Linked DNA regions of Oryctolagus cuniculus: region 1 is linked to region 2. The links are chromatin contacts, called in public Hi-C maps. All regions are on one chromosome and are shown on one strand. Each heading gives the region's core, a stretch centred on a gene start, on an enhancer-like site or on the middle of the called end of the contact. The rest is flanking DNA. Distances are from core to core; before and after follow the strand shown. Region 1 overlaps GLCE (glucuronic acid epimerase). Region 2 holds the start of GLCE (glucuronic acid epimerase).

Region 1 (2,700 bases), core at 183-2,682, 92 kb before region 2:
AGAAGTCTGCGAGATGCATCTCGTCGAGCCTCAGTTCCTTCCACGCTGGAGACAAGACGGCTGCGCAGGGTAATCGTAAAGGGGGAAAAGGAAGACAAGGGCTTGGAACGCAGTAGGAAGTGAAAGCAGTTAATAGCACTGATGATCACATACTAATCAAACAGTAAGAGCTATTTTATCTGACAAAAGTAATAGGAAATTTCTACTGCATACAATAATTACTAATTACAAGAAAGATGATTTTCTGAATATTGTTCATCGTCTACCAAGAAAAGAAACCGAACATATTAATAAGAAGGCATAATTTTTATACAACACTTTCTAACTCAAATCCTATGTACCATCTCATGATAATCTTCTGAGGTTCACGGGGCAGAAACTATTATGCCCTTTTTTAGAGATGAAGGAACACAAGCTTTGCAAGGTTAAATGGTTTGCCCAAGGCCAAAAGCTAATTATTGCTAAGCGAGAACCAGAATTCAGGTTTCCTGGATCACAATTCAAAGACTGACAAAGACAGACGATCCTGGAAATGACATCCTCGTGAGAATCATCAGTGGCACAGGCACAGAACTCAATCTGCTATGGAGAACTTAAGGAAATCTGTGTGTCGCCAGAAGCCAAGATGAGAAATGTGAACTTGCGATGGCTACAGGATGTGACCAGCCTGGAGAGCAACAGCTTGTTGAGTTCATCATTTAACTTCTGCTACACAGGACTCCACCAGTATAGGCAGATTTGGCACAAGGTTCTTAATCAATTCATTTGATGGACCAGACAATTATGGAAGTTGTATCAAGAATGAGAACATCAACTAATGCTTTGAGTGACTTTTAAAAAATGAGTATCAGAAGTAAACTTCTGATACAGCAAAAATCCATTTTATCTGGCAAAATGTCAGCATGCCCTTCCTCTGAACTAGCATTTTCTGCATCTGTAGCGCAATGAATCTGCAGCTCAGTGCCACGTCCCCGAGACACTGAAGGACTCTGAGCTGGCACACGAATCACTCAAGATGAAGTCACAGTGCGCAAAGCAGACTGCCCTGGTGTTACTTATTTCCCCATTCTAGGGCGATGTCTCATTCATCGGACAACTGTATTAACTATGACATTTATTCGGGCCAAACTAGATAACAATGACCCATCTTCAGAAGTCCAACTGGGAGAAGGCTGAAGGCACACCTATTTCCTCCCATAATTCCATTCTAATTTTTACTTTCTACAAATTTAATGAATGATATGGTTCAATCAATCACTTTTGTCTTAATACAATAGATCAGCACCAATAACTCAAAAATAAATGATGTTATAGGATGTAACCTTTAAAAAAAAATCCACTGGTGGTTTTCGTAAAACATTCACACCAGCAGAGGGGGTTACCGAGTCAGAGAAGTGATAGCCAGCTACCAATCCTAATCCTCCCAGCAGTCTTATGAGACAGGTCTTCTAATTTCACAGACAGGCGGAAGAGGCCACCCTGCCTGCTTACACCTTTCAGGAAGATCTGAACGAGAGCAAGTTACCCATGTTCTGAGCTCCACTGCAAGCAGTGAGCTGCCTGAGCATTCGGCTTCCAACTGACTAGTAGAAAGTTGCAACTTTTCTGCTGTTTAAATCCAAGACCACTACTCTCTCTGCGCAATTAATCCAAGGAGTCACCACAACTGCTTGTTTTTGGTATCTGTGGTACATGTCCATGTGCTGTAGGCAACAAAGCATGATAAATATTTTAGGTCAGTATTGACACTGGTCTTGACAATGATTTTTTGGATAGGATACCAAAAAGCACAGGCAACAAAAGCAAAGAATAACAAAGGTGGGGAGAGGTGACACCACACTAAAAAGCGTCTGCACCACTAATGAAACAATCAACAAAATGAAAAGGCAACCTACAGAACATGAGAAAATATTTGCAAACCATGTATCTGATAAGGAGTTAATACCCAAAATATATCAAGAATTCATAATAGCAAAAAAAAAATCAAATAATAAAATTAAAAAATGGACAAAGGCTCTCAATAGATTTTTCTACATGGCACCACTGGTCAAAAGATATACAGATGGCTGGCGCTGTGGCACGGCGGGTTAATGCCCTGGCATCCCATATGGGTGCTGGTTCTAGTCCCTGCTACTCTTCTTCTGATCCAGCTCTCTGCTATGGCCTGGGATAGCAGAAGGTTGCCCAAGTCCTTGGGCACCTGCACCCATGTGGGAAACCCAGAAGAAGCTCCTGGCTCCTGGCTTCAGATTGGCGCAGCTCTGGCCGTTGCAGCCATCTGGGGGAGTGAACCAGCAGATGGAAGACCTCTCTCTCTGTCTCTACCTCTCTCTGTAACTCTGTCTTTCAAATAAATAAAATAATTTTTTTTTAAAGCTACACAGAAAGGTGCTCAGGACCACTCATCATCAAGGAGATGCAAATGAAAGCCATGTGGTCTATCACCTCATCCCTGTTGGAACACTGAATGGGTCACCATCACTCTGGCACAGAGGGTTAAGCCGCTCCCTGCAACATTGACATCTCCACTTCTGATCCAGTATCCCTAATGCACCTGGGAAAGCAGCAAAAGGTGGCTCAAGTCCTTGGGCCTCTACACCCATGTGGGAAGCCTGGATGGAATTCCAGGCTCCTGGCTTTGACTGTCATGGCTATTTGGGGAGTGAACCAGAGGACTGAGGATCTCTCTCTCTAAGTCTG
Region 2 (2,700 bases), core at 61-2,560:
CAGAGCACACCTGAGTCTGTTTAACACTCAGACAAGAAGACTTCACGGCAGGGCTCACAATGCGGTATCGGCAAAGCAGACCACCCAGGAAGCGAAGTCAGAACCACGCACTGTCCCCACCCCCAGCTGCAGAGGAGCTGGACCCACGCGCACCCCGCGGACACCGCCTCCCTAAACAACCTACAGACCCAGGTGCCCACCTCTGGCGCCGCCACCCTCCAGTCCCCGGCGCTCCAGCGAGCCCAGCGAGCCCAGCGCGCCCCCACAGGGATCCCGGGGCAGAGAAAACTGCAGAACAAACCCACTGTTCCTCCAACTAGGCAACAACACGGATAGACCCTCCAAGCGAGCACTAAAGGAAGCCCTTCCAGACAGAACGAGACCGGCCCAAGCCGTTCCAGGATGCCCTGATGCGAGCGCCCCTTCCCGCCCCAGCCCGCCCAGCGCCCCGCTGAGCCGTCACCCACCTCCAGTGGCCGCCCGGGAGCCCGCTAACTCGCCCCGCCAAACACGGGAGACCGGGCCGAGTTACGCCCCCCTCTGGGCAGAGCAGACACCCGGGAAAGACCCCCAGCACCAGCAGCCCACCTAGGCGGCCCCTGCCCGCGCAGACCCCGCACCTCGCACTCTCACCCCTGGTCTGTCCCCGGAACCCGGATACACCGCTTCCTCAGCCCAGGAATGCGAAACGGACGCCCACCCCGGCTCAAAGGACGCCAGGGACCCCTCTGATCTGTCCCCCACCCCACCCCCAGGGACACGGGACCTTGCTAAACTGCCTCTTCTGCCCCCCACCTCAAACAGCCCGGGACCCCGAAAAATGGACCCCTTGTTCCGGAATCCGGCTACACCAGCACAAGGAACCTCAAAACCCCATCAATCTTCCTCGACTCCGAAGACCCGGGACCCTCTTTGCCGCCACCCACCCACCCACACTCGATGCCGGAAGAACCTCAAGAGCCCCAGTAAACCGCCCTGGTGGCCGCTACACTGCCCTTCGGCGCCAGCACCCGGCTCCCACCGCACCGCCTCCTCGCCCCCCGCACTCCCGAGCTCCGCCAAGCTTCGCGCCCACCAGACAGCGCCGCGCAGTCCCCGGAGCCGCCCCCGTCCGGAGCCCGCCTGGCTGGCTGCTCCCCGACCGCTTCTCCGCAGAGACGCGCCGCGGGTTTCCTCACCTGGGCAGCGTCGGAGGGCGAGCGGACCGGGGAGCCCTGAGGCAGAGAAGCGGCGGCCCAGGCCTGCGGCGCCGCAGCTCCAACCCCTTCGCGAGGAAGCGCCTGTGTGAGGAGAACCCTACCGCTCCGCGCGCGCAGCCGGCAGCCCGAGCCACCGCCGTGCCCGCCGCTCTTCCCGCGAGATCCCAGCCACGGCGAGGGGGCGGGGCCGCGCGAGGGGCGGCCGCGGCGGCTGCGGGAGTGACGGCCCTGGCGGCCTGTTGGCGGCGGCGCGGGGGGCGGGACTCGAGGCCGACTGTAACCAATCGCAAAAGAGGAAAGGTGATTCGTTCCGCCCCTTCCCCGCCCTCCATCAATAAACTACGGGCAAAGGTAGAAGTGACCTGAAGTAGTGGAAGGCCGTGGGCGAGCGCCGCAAGGTAGCTTGGATGACGTGGCTTGGCTCGCGCCGGCTCCTGCTCGGCCGCCGTAGGGACACCTGGGTTCGGGGAGAAGCCGGGGGCCTCACCTTTGCGGACTGAGGCGCTGTTGCCCCTGGTTACAGCGCGTCCTGCGGGGCCCGGGGGCTCCTCCCAGCGTCGGTGTCGGAGAAGCCGGGGTTCAGCGCAGCCCCTCCCTCTCCCTCATCTCGGCCTCTCTCTCTCCACCTCAAACAGGGCGCCATTGTTAAGAAGCCCATGTTTTCCCAACCCCAGCCCAGGACATCTGGTCTGACAAAGGACTCTCTTCTGATGCGTGCGTGTATTTCTCATACCGAAAAGCCGTCCGGCTCCAGTCAAAAGTAAATGTCGCTGGAGTCCACGGCATAGCAAATTCCCGGATCCCATGCAAAGTCCCATCTTGGTAGGACCCAGTGCTCAGGAGCGTTTGGCGCGCGCAGGGCACGGAATAAAGGCGAAAGGAATGAATGAAGACTGTGATATTTAAATAGACAGAATCTGGACTTGCCCCAGAAAGTCTGGCTTTCCCGCCCTCTCTGTAATGACAGCAGTCTATTATTATGCCTCTCCTGCAGCCCTCACCCACCTCCTTACTCCCTGTTCATGGCAAAAAGCCCCCTTTCTCCTCGCCAAGGTTAACCCTTGCACCTGTGCACTGGATGGCGGCCATGCCCAGACTTTGTTTCATCAGCTTTCTCTGGCCGGCTCTAACTCTTCTGTCTCACAAACACAACCTACCCCACCCTCTGAACAGAGCAAAACCAGCCTGCCTCTGAGACCCCCCCAAAACATACTCCCCGAGAAACAGAGTATTTGTCGTCTCCGCTTGCTCGTCTTGTTTTTCCACCAATCTGCCCTCTCGCTGCTAACAAAAGAGTTCTTTCCCAATGGAAGGGTGGTCTGTGTGGGGGGCACTTTCCCCAAGGACCAGTCTGCAGCCTATCGGCAATGCTGACCATCCCACCCCCACCCCACCTAAGGACATCTGGATTCTCTAGCTACTCTTCAGACTTTTTTTCAGCCTGCTTTCCTGGTTTGATAAGTGTTGCATATTGATGTCTCCTTATCTTGTAGCCACACCT

What was found. A called contact is a pair of places that touch in the nucleus more often than the background predicts.
Region 1: a contact with region 2 is called in a Hi-C map of an unstated tissue, with 1.9 times the contacts expected there. The contact joins the enhancer-like site here to the promoter of GLCE in region 2. A contact is called at or near these places in 2 of 6 Hi-C or Micro-C datasets (skin fibroblasts and an unstated tissue).

The regions. Positions count from the first base shown.
Region 1 is chr12:91,963,228-91,965,927 of mOryCun1.1, reverse strand. The region is part of intron 3 of GLCE (glucuronic acid epimerase); the gene reads right to left. Among named protein-coding and RNA genes, the nearest start is that of PAQR5, 34 kb to the left of the region's middle. Within about 2 kb of position 1,432, at least 1 of the 8 cell types and tissues checked has an H3K27ac peak or open chromatin away from gene starts, as enhancers often do.
Region 2 is chr12:91,870,966-91,873,665 of mOryCun1.1, reverse strand. It overlaps GLCE (glucuronic acid epimerase), which reads right to left and starts at 1,310. Exons shown (of 5, transcript XR_011380949.1): 1 at 1,179-1,310. LOC127488257 (translation initiation factor IF-2) reads left to right here. Exons shown (of 3, transcript XM_070054854.1): 2 at 457-1,597; 3 at 1,835-2,537. The coding sequence ends at 1,565.